Regions from separate parts of the Hordeum vulgare genome. Here all the other regions are linked to region 1. The links are chromatin contacts, called in public Hi-C maps. All regions are on one chromosome and are shown on one strand. Each heading gives the region's core, a stretch centred on a gene start, on an enhancer-like site or on the middle of the called end of the contact. The rest is flanking DNA. Distances are from core to core; before and after follow the strand shown. Region 1 holds the start of LOC123407310 (26S proteasome regulatory subunit 8 homolog A). Region 2 holds the start of LOC123413342 (serine-threonine kinase receptor-associated protein-like). Region 3 has its middle 92 kb from the start of LOC123410015.

Region 1 (3,266 bases), core at 463-2,962:
GGCAGGATAAGGTGAAGCATGTAGCTGTCGTTCCGAAGAGCAACTCTTGTTGAAGGGGTTATCTTTGTAATATCAATACTTTTATCAAGATCAACGACATATTTGCCTTCTGGATGAACCTGAGAGATCGCACTTAACCATTTAGTTACAGTAAAAAAGGAGACTGGAACTCAGAGCTCCAACTTATATACAACATATAGGCCAACAGAACCAAGAGCCTCAGTACAACATAACTATGCATGTTTTATGTTACACAAAATTGCAACAGACTAGTAAGCACAGTGAGCCACCATATGCAAGAATAAAGAAATTATGAGCACAACTGAACCAAGCAAACAGCCTTTTTGGCAAACTCTATTATCATAATTATTTGTCAGCTTTAAATCGTTGATATTCTTACAGGCGAAACGAACAATGTCACATGAAATGTGAATTCCTGGTTCTGAACACTAAGTTGAACATCACAAATAAAACATTAGTTCAAGTTTTCATTCCATTGCATGTTTAGCCATATAGAAACTTAAAAAATGTTAACATAATACAGTCATGCACATGAGGATGTCAATATATCACAAAGCCATATACTTTTAGTGTCCTTTTCTCCTTGCTAAACAAATTTTCCTTTTTTAATTTTTGTGTTAAGGAAATCAAGTGGCTACTTTTCCTTGCCAGACAAAAATAATGTTCCACCGAGGATAAAAACATATGGCTGACCTACCCAATTGAGGGTTTGCAACAAAATACTGGTCATCCATTGTGCCTAAAGCAAAACAGATGTGCACAAGCATAGCTTGAAAGAAGTAACAGTGAAACATAATGTACCTTGACTAGAACCTTTGACTTGCCCATAACCTTCACAACCTCGCCAACATATGAGCCCGGTTCTTGAAGCAGCTGCAACTCTTCCCGGAGCATTCTAACTGGAATACCAAAATTGTGATGAGCATTTAAATTTTCAGCACAAGAGATCACACATTATAATCAAACAAAATTCAATGTCTCAGAAGCATTCCATATTCTAAATGAACAACAAATTCAATACCCCAAAAAAGCTGTTGAATTTCAATTAACGAAAGACATGTGAGCAGAGTTAGGACTATTTATACACGCTAAAAAAACAAAATTTCCACCAATCACGAACATGACGCATAAGTGGGACGCGTGAACATCACCAAAAGAAGCCTAAAATCGGGGACACTATCTACACGCCATCGGATTAAGCATGGTTGAAGCTCGGAACAAGAGGTCCAGGCGCAATTGGATCAAGCGAATCGCAATCAAACGATATGACGCAGCGGATCGACTTTTCTGCCATGACAGACACGCGCACATGGGAGGAACTAGGGTTGCGCGGCGGACTGGAAACAGCAGACGGAGGCTGGGGATCGGGGCCGTGCGTACCGCGAGAGTTGAGGTCGTTGCGCTGGGCCTCGAGGCGGTTGAGGTTGTGCGTCTTGGTCCGGATCTGGAGCTGCAGGTCGTGGATGTGCTGCAGGTAGTACTGGCGCAGCCCCTCCCCGCCGCCGGCCCTGCCCTTGGCCGACGCCGCCGACGGGTCGTCGACGCTCGCCGGAAGCGCCGAGGGCTTCGCGATGTCCATCGCCACCGCCGCCATCGGGGCACCCTCGTCTGCTCCGCCGCTCTGTAGGTGGCTCGAGTCTGCTCGGGTTCGAGGGGAGCTTTCTTTTCCGGCACGTTTGGTTCGCTTCTGGCTTTTGGTTCTCGGGGCTGGACGGGCGTGCCGTATATGACGGGTCGATCGCCCGGTGGTGCGTGGTGCGGGGTGCGGCACGGTTCGGTTCGGAGTAGTAGGTGCGAGAAGGGGACGGACACGGCCACAGATCGGAGCGGGCACTGTTGACCCACACTTTGTATTGTACTCCCTCCGTTTTTCTTTTCAGAGATTTCAATATGGGCAGTGTGTGCCGGCCTAAAACACTAGACCGCTCGTCCGTGTCTCTTTGGATTTGACATGCACGAAACCACCAAGACGGTTAGATGGCGCACGCACTCGCATCGGAAAAAAACGGTTTGTACTGGGATCAGTCGTCTTCTTCCTCGCTCCCACGAACTCCCCCGCATCTCCTCCTCGCCTGATCACTCCTTCCTCCTCTAGGCTCCTCTTGATCACCCCTTCCTCCCCTAGCCTCCTCTTGCAGCTCCGCGCGCAGGCTTTCGTCGCCGTCGCCGTCGCCGCTCGTCAGAGTAGCTCATCGCCGCTCGCCGAAGCAGCTCATCACCGCTCGCCGGAGTAGCTCGTCGGCTCGGCGGTTGCCATGTTGGTGCCCCGTGCAACAGCCGCACCCTGCGGTTGAAGCTTTTGTTGAGACCATTGTGGCTCCGGTTGGGACGACTGGAGCTCGCTGGTGTGCTCGCTGCCGCTCATCCCCGATGTGCAACTTCCAACAACAAAAAAGAGCTCAGGGGAAGATGCCGAGTGCTACAATCGACGACAAAAAAGCTACAACTAGCAACAGGAAAGGCTTCAGTCGGCTACAAAAAAAACTTCGACCAGTATACGACGGGAGCTATGGATGACCAACAAAAGTTACAACCGGTGACAAAAGTGTTTCATCTAGCGACGAAAAAAGCTTCATCCGACTATGAAAAAGTTTCAACCGTGAAGACGAAGCCATGGACGAAAAACGAAAAGTTGCAACCGGCATTTACAAAAGTTACAACCGCATTGAAAAAAGTTTCAAACATCTTATCTCAGTTGCGACCCGCGATGACGATGACGTCGTTTTGCTGCAACCGTAGTAGATATTTGCTACCACCGGGGATTGAAATTGTTACAACCAATATTCCACGGCTGATGCTGCTGCTCCACCAAGCTCCCAGGCCATGGTTGTAGAAAAACATGACGCCTGTTGTAACAGGGCACTATGTTGGTTGCAGCTTTAGCTTGGTCTCGTAGAGAAAACTACAGCATGCAGGGGCTCCGGCACCCCCCGACAGCATTACGGGAGAGGAGTAGGGCGTGTGCGGGCAGCCATGGATGCCTTAACAAAGAAAGTGAAGGTCAATGAAAAAGAGTCATGGAGGAAGGGAGCAACTGGAAAAGGAATGAGGAAAAGAATGAGACGAGGAGGACGAAGGGAGAGAGGCACAGGATAAGATTCAGAAAGAGATAAGGGAGAGGCACAGGATAAGGTTTACAGTTAGGAAAAGAAGGGTCACCACATTTGTTCCATCCAAATAAACGTTTACCTTTCAATATAGACTTCATACAAAGTAAAATAAATTAATTTAGAGTAATTTCAACG
Region 2 (3,109 bases), core at 336-2,835, 280 kb after region 1:
GTTACCGGCAAGTCTCTTTACTCGTTCCGTAATACAAGATCCCGTGGCTAACTCCTTAGTCACATTGCTTGCAAAGCTTGTATGTGATGTTGTATTACCGAGTTGGCCCCGAGATACCTCTCCGTCATACGGAGTGACAAATCCCAGTCTCGATCCATGCTAACTCAACAGACACCTTCGAAGATACCTGTAGTGCACCTTTGTAGTCACCCAGTTACGTTACGACGTTTGATACACACAAAGCATTCCTCCGGTGTGAGTGAGTTACATGATCTCATGGTCATAGGAATGTACACTTGATATGCAGAAAACAATAGCAACAAAATAACACGATCATATGCTACGTTCATAGTTTGGGTCTTAGTCCATCACATCATTCTCCTAATGATGTGATCCCGTTATCAAGTGACAACACTTGTCTATGGCTAGGAAACCTTAACCATCTTTGATCAATGAGCTAGTCAACTAGAGGCTCACTAGGGACAGTTTATTGTCTATGTATCCACACATGTATTTGAGTTTCCAATCAATACAATTCTAGCATGGAGAAAAAACGATTATTATGAACAAGGAAATATAATAATAACCAATTTATTATTGCCTCTAGCGCATATTTCCAACAACACGCTCTCTGCACGATGAAGACTAGGGTTTATCTACCCCCCGTCACCGACCGCCTCGTCTCTGGTGGCCTTAGGGCCATGGCGGCGCGGTGGATCCCAACCCTTGTCGGTTGGGGGCTTTGTTTTTAAAAGTTCCTTTGAGTTTTGTTAGAGTTTGCGTCCTGTTTAAAAAGACAAGAAGATGACGACTCCTTGAAAATGGAATAAGGTTCTCGTCACCTAGCTACCGCCGGTGATGTGCCTAGCATCGTTGGTGGGTTGTGGCGTGTGTCTCCGGTGAATCTGTTCTTGATGGATTTGCTCGGATATGGTTGTAGTTTGTTTATGTTCGTGTGTCTCCAGGTTGTATCCTTTTGATCTACACTACTCTTCATCGGTGACGGTTGCTGTTCTGTTACGCTGGTCCTAATTGGTCTTAGCAAGACGACTTTCTAACTGTCTACTACAACAAGTTTTTTTTGTCGCTCCGGTATGGGAGAGGCGATGAAGGAGGGCGCGCCTTCGACTCGCTTCAGTACTTGTAGTCATCGCTAGGTGGTATACAAATCTGGATATCTTTTTTTGGTGTTCCTTGTACTGTTATGATTAAAAATGAACAGATATAAAGTTTTTTCGCAAAATAAAACATATTTTGCTATGAGCCACAATGAAACATAACCTAGATATGCAGCAGACAAACAACGTGCGTATGTTTTTTTCTTATATGTATATCGGTTTAATGACTACATATACTTCTCAATTTCCACATCACGCTGTCAGGTTTTTAATTCGAAGAAAAAGAACCAACAATTTGGAGAAATTCAGACCAGCACCAAAGATTCACAAGCATGTCCCCAAAACAAGTCCAAAATCTAACCAACGAGGGCAGCACCGTCAGACCACACGATCCAACGGCCGACAGGAGCCCCGAGAGTCCGTGAGGGATTCATATAAGCCGGACCGTCGCCTTCCTGCCGCCCCCCACTCCCCTTCCCCGCTCCTTCGCCCAGTCCCCACCCCCGAGGCGAGCCAGCCTCACCCTCGGCTCCCTCCCTCCCTCCCAGTCCCACACCCCATTGCCGCCTCTATCCAATAAAAACTCCTGTACAGATCAAACTCCAGGGATCCGGATCAGCATATCCCGCGCCCCGCCGCGCGACTCCCCTCCCCGCCTCGATCCTCCCTGACATTTTTTTTCCCGATCGGGGCTAGGGTTAGGGCCTCGGGGAGGAGGGCGCCGCATTTCAGGCCGCCGCCGGAGTCGACGAGCCAGGCCGCCCGCGGAGGCTAGCGGGAGGGGGGCGAGGAGAAATGGAGAAGAAGAAGGTGGCGGTGTCCAAGGTGTGCCACGGCCACTCGCGGCCGGTGGTCGACCTGTTCTACAGCCCCGTCACGCCCGACGGCTACTTCCTCATCAGCGCCAGCAAGGGTAAGCGATCCGCTTCGCTCGGGTGCGGCTAGCCACCTCACCCCCTTTGTTATTTTTGGGGGATTGTATGTGTGCGGCCAGGATTCGTTCCGATCCAAAGCTGTCGCTGTGATGCGGACGGCAGCTATATGATTCCCGAGATGGTGGATTACGGTGCGATTACGGGTTTAAGCTGTTGCTCCACGGCACTGTATGGGTGAATTCGGTATCTGGTCGACGAATATTGGTTACTTGCTGTTTGTATTATGATGATTATAGATGCTCCCGTATTGTCTCACACACCTCTAGGGATAGAATCGGGTATGAGGTTATGGAATACGCTGATATTCTGTAATTTCACAATCTAGTCGAGTTTGCGCTATGTTGGATAGATTTCAAGGATTTAGAAGTTAGGGTATGTTTGGTTCCTAGCTACACTTTGCCACACCTCAACTTAGGCAAGTTTGACCAAGTTAGGAGGGTGCTTGGTTCTAGCCACACCTAAAGCAAGATTCTTTTTGTGAGTAGTAAGCCCTACATGTCGTAGATGCAAAAAGTGTGGCAAGATTCCCTAAGGCAAGCCAAAGTGTGGCTAAGAATTTGATCACCTCAAGTAAGGCAAGTGTGACAATCATTTAAAAGAAAAGAAGTGTGGCAATACGTGGCAAAGATAGTCACAATCCAAACGTGTTATTGCATGCCATGGTTGGAAGCCAAACTTTGTCACATGCCTTAGTCAAGTCTGTCCCAAGTTAGGAAAGTTTTCATTTTTCGGAATGGATTTCACCTTCTGAGCTCATTTAGCTATTTCCAGTGCGCTAGACAAGTGGAGTTGAGGCAAAGACTCTCTTAGTCTGCGTTTGGCAGTATGTCTGTGGATTGTGATAATCCAGCCTTTTCAGCCATTTATTTTACTGATTGACTAACAAACTTATCGTTGCTATTGTGGCTATCTACTTTATTGATGTGTATAATGTCAAATTGAGTTGGAACGTTACTGGATTGCTTGGATATTTGCAGGAAGTATATGTCTGCTTAGATGGAAGCCGTTAGATGAGTAATACGTAAAACTCCCCTTTTCCATTTCATGTTTTCTTCA
Region 3 (3,071 bases), core at 508-3,007, 290 kb before region 1:
GTGTATACTGAAAGTGTTAATCACTTTTTTTCATTACAAAAATATAGAATGAAAACAAAAACAAACAAAATAGAAAATAACAATGAAGAATAAATAAATAAAAATAAAAGGAGAATACAAAGAAGGAAAGAAAACAACAGCGAAAAGCGAGAGAAAAAAAGAAAAATAAAGAAAGGGAAACAAAATGGAGTATAAACAATGAAAAACACGGCTCATTTTGTACTCCCTCCGTAAAATATTATAAGAGCATTTAAAACAATATTTTAGTAATCTAAACGTTTTTATATTAGCTTACAGATGAGGTATTAAGAAAAGTCGCCCTACTTGTACATCACAAACACGAGCCTAGTACTATGGCTAGCCACACATGCTACGAACCGGAAGAGCGGCGTTTGAATCCTATGGACAGCCCCATTTCTCCACCCCCCGCCCCCCTCTAGCCAGAAGTTCTCCCTGTGCTCGTTTGATAAATAGTCACTGCACAGCCAGTCGGGCCCTATAACTCGCCTTCAACAAGTCTGGCTTTGGACTCGCTGAAGGGACCAGCGAGCTGGACCGGCCCGCGACAGAGGGAGGCAAGAGCCCCCGTTTCCTGGTTTTTTACGTCTTCTGTTTTAATTTTAATTTTTACTATATTACTTTTTTATGCTATTAAACATTATAATATATAGTACGAAAAATACTCTTAAAAAACATTTCAAAAAGTTGAGAAAGTATTTAAAAGATCAAGTATGTGAAAATGTTGAACAAATATTTGAAAGAATATTGAACAAGTATTTAAAAAATATGACAGAGTATTTGGAAAATGTTGACTAATGATTTGATAAAATGTACATCATGTATATAAAATATAGAATGTGTAATTTAAAAATGTTTAACAACTATTTGAAAAATGTTAAAAAATATTTCAATTTTTTTTGATCATGTAAAAAAGATTTGAGCAAGTATTTGAAAAATATTGAACACGTATTTGTAAAAATGCTGATAATGTGTATAAAAATATGAAAATAATATCTAAGCAATGTTAACAAATATTTGAAAATACTTGAACAAATATTTGAAAAATGTTAACAAAGTATTTGAAAATACGTTGACCAATTATATAAAAATGTTGACTAAGTACTTGAAAACTGTTGAATAACAATTTTAAAAATATTGAACAGATATTTGGAAATATATTAATCATGTATATAGGAATGTAGAATGAAAAAAAACCTAAGAAATTGAAAACGAAAATAAAAAAAGAATTGGGAAAGGAAAAATACTGAAGAAACAAGTGAAAAAAGAAAAGGCACAAATATAAAGAATAAAAAATTGGAAAAACTAAGACCGGAGATGGAAGAAAGAAAAGAAAGAAATGAAAACAAACAAAAGCATTGAAAATTGTAGAAAAGAGGATGAAAAAAATAGAGAATAAAATTTATAAAAAGAATCAAAAAATAGGAAGAAAAATTGAATAACACATAAGATATTGGAGAAAGAAAAAACCGGGAAACCAGTGGAAACTAGCTCGTTATGCCTCAGGTAGTGCGCGCCCACTTACTCTTACCCGAACTCGACTTGAGCTGGGTGGCTAGGAGCGTTGCGCAATAATCTTTAGACCAGGGATTAATTTCCGGGTTTCCCATTTTCTCTATTCTTTTTAAAGAATGCGCTCGCATAACGGGCCTGCCCGACATCGTAGCGCCCTATGCTAGAGGAGCTTCCCGTCTCGCTAAAGAGAGAAATAGCGCTCGCGCCGGAAGCTCCTAACCGGCGCTGCAGGCGCCAGTATCCCTAGCTGGCGCCCACACACCATGGCCTCATAGGCCGGCCCATATACGCGAACGCTTACTGGGATCAATCATGGTGAGCTCCGTTCAGTCAGTCGTTGATTAAATATGAAAAATTACGAAAATCACGCAATTAACGAATTTTTTTGTGAATTAAAAAGTTAGACTGATTTTGAACAAAAGATCACAAATTTTGCAAAAAAACCATCGGATTTGAAAAAAAGTTTATCAATTCTGAAAATGTTTATAGGATTTGAAAAAACAAAATCGTCAGTTTTGACAAAAAATTCATTATCTTTGAAAAAAAATCATTTATTTTCCAAAAAATTCGTTAAATCTGAAAAATGTTAGCGAATTTGAAAAAAAGTTCATCGATTTTGAAAACAGTTCTTCAAATTTGAAGAAAATTCATTGATCTTGACAAAAGTTCATCCAATATGAATAAAGTTCATGAAAATTGAAAAGGAATTCATCAATTTTGAAAAAGTTCTCTAATTTTAAAATAGTGGAAATATTTCACTGATTGAAAAGAAAACCCGTTGGTTTTATAAATATCATGAAATTTAGAATTGAAAAAAAAACAAAACATTAAGGTTCACTGATTTTTCAAAAAGGCACATTAAAGAAAACAAAAATATGATAAAAAAAATAAGAAGAAAAACCAAACTGACATATACAGTAAAATATTAATCTGAAATATAATTACACAAGTCGGGTCATGGCCGGATGGTTAGAGCCGAGTGCTCACCACAAAGTGGTTCGAACCCTCGTTGAACGAAATCTCCTATTTGTCGCATAGTGCAGCAAGTAGGTTCCCTGATCCTGTTTTTTACCAATTTTTTCGTTTTAATGTTCCTATTTATTTTTATTTTTTTGTTTTTTATATTTTTTTGTTTTTTGTTTCTTCTTCTTTCATTTTTTCCAAGGTTATTTAATCTTTTTAAAACAAAATCATGTTCGAAAATTGTTATTCAAATTCGAAAAATGTTTTTGTTTTTAAAATGAAATGTTCTATATTCCTAATAGTTGTAATTTTACAAAAATATTTGTAACTTCAAAAAATGTTCACGATTTTCAAAAATTGTTCAGTATTTCAAGAAAACGTTCACTATTTTTGGAAAATACCTGTTATTTTCAAAACATGTTTGTAATATCGAAATGTTGTCAATTTTAAAGTAAGTTGGTGTTCGAAATTTATTCTTCAATTTTGAAAAATGTTCTTGCTTTTAAAAAATGTTCCAAATTTAAAAAAAGTTGACGTTTTCCAAACGTTGTTCACAAATTAAAAAAAATGTTCTG

What was found. Hi-C and Micro-C count contacts between places; a contact is called where the count stands out from the background.
Region 2: a contact with region 1 is called in a Hi-C map of leaf, with 2.6 times the contacts expected there. The contact joins the promoter of LOC123413342 here to the promoter of LOC123407310 in region 1. A contact is called at or near these places in 4 of 6 Hi-C or Micro-C datasets (leaf and seedling) and 1 of 1 datasets of contacts at active chromatin or transcription factors (embryo).
Region 3: a contact with region 1 is called in a Hi-C map of seedling, with 4 times the contacts expected there. The contact joins the enhancer-like site here to the promoter of LOC123407310 in region 1. A contact is called at or near these places in 2 of 6 Hi-C or Micro-C datasets (leaf and seedling) and 1 of 1 datasets of contacts at active chromatin or transcription factors (embryo).

What each region holds. Positions count from the first base shown.
Region 1 is chr7H:490,671,522-490,674,787 of MorexV3_pseudomolecules_assembly, forward strand. It overlaps LOC123407310 (26S proteasome regulatory subunit 8 homolog A), which reads right to left and starts at 1,713. Exons shown (of 8, transcript XM_045100414.1): 1 at 1,402-1,713; 2 at 823-920; 3 at 1-119. The coding sequence starts at 1,615.
Region 2 is chr7H:490,955,834-490,958,942 of MorexV3_pseudomolecules_assembly, forward strand. LOC123413342 (serine-threonine kinase receptor-associated protein-like) reads left to right here and starts at 1,586. Exons shown (of 7, transcript XM_045106287.1): 1 at 1,586-2,031. The coding sequence starts at 1,914.
Region 3 is chr7H:490,377,819-490,380,889 of MorexV3_pseudomolecules_assembly, forward strand. No RefSeq gene overlaps it. Among protein-coding and RNA genes, the nearest start is that of LOC123410015, 92 kb to the right of the region's middle. Within about 2 kb of position 1,758, at least 3 of the 3 cell types and tissues checked have open chromatin away from gene starts, as enhancers often do. A contact at or near this core is called in leaf and seedling, where this site is marked.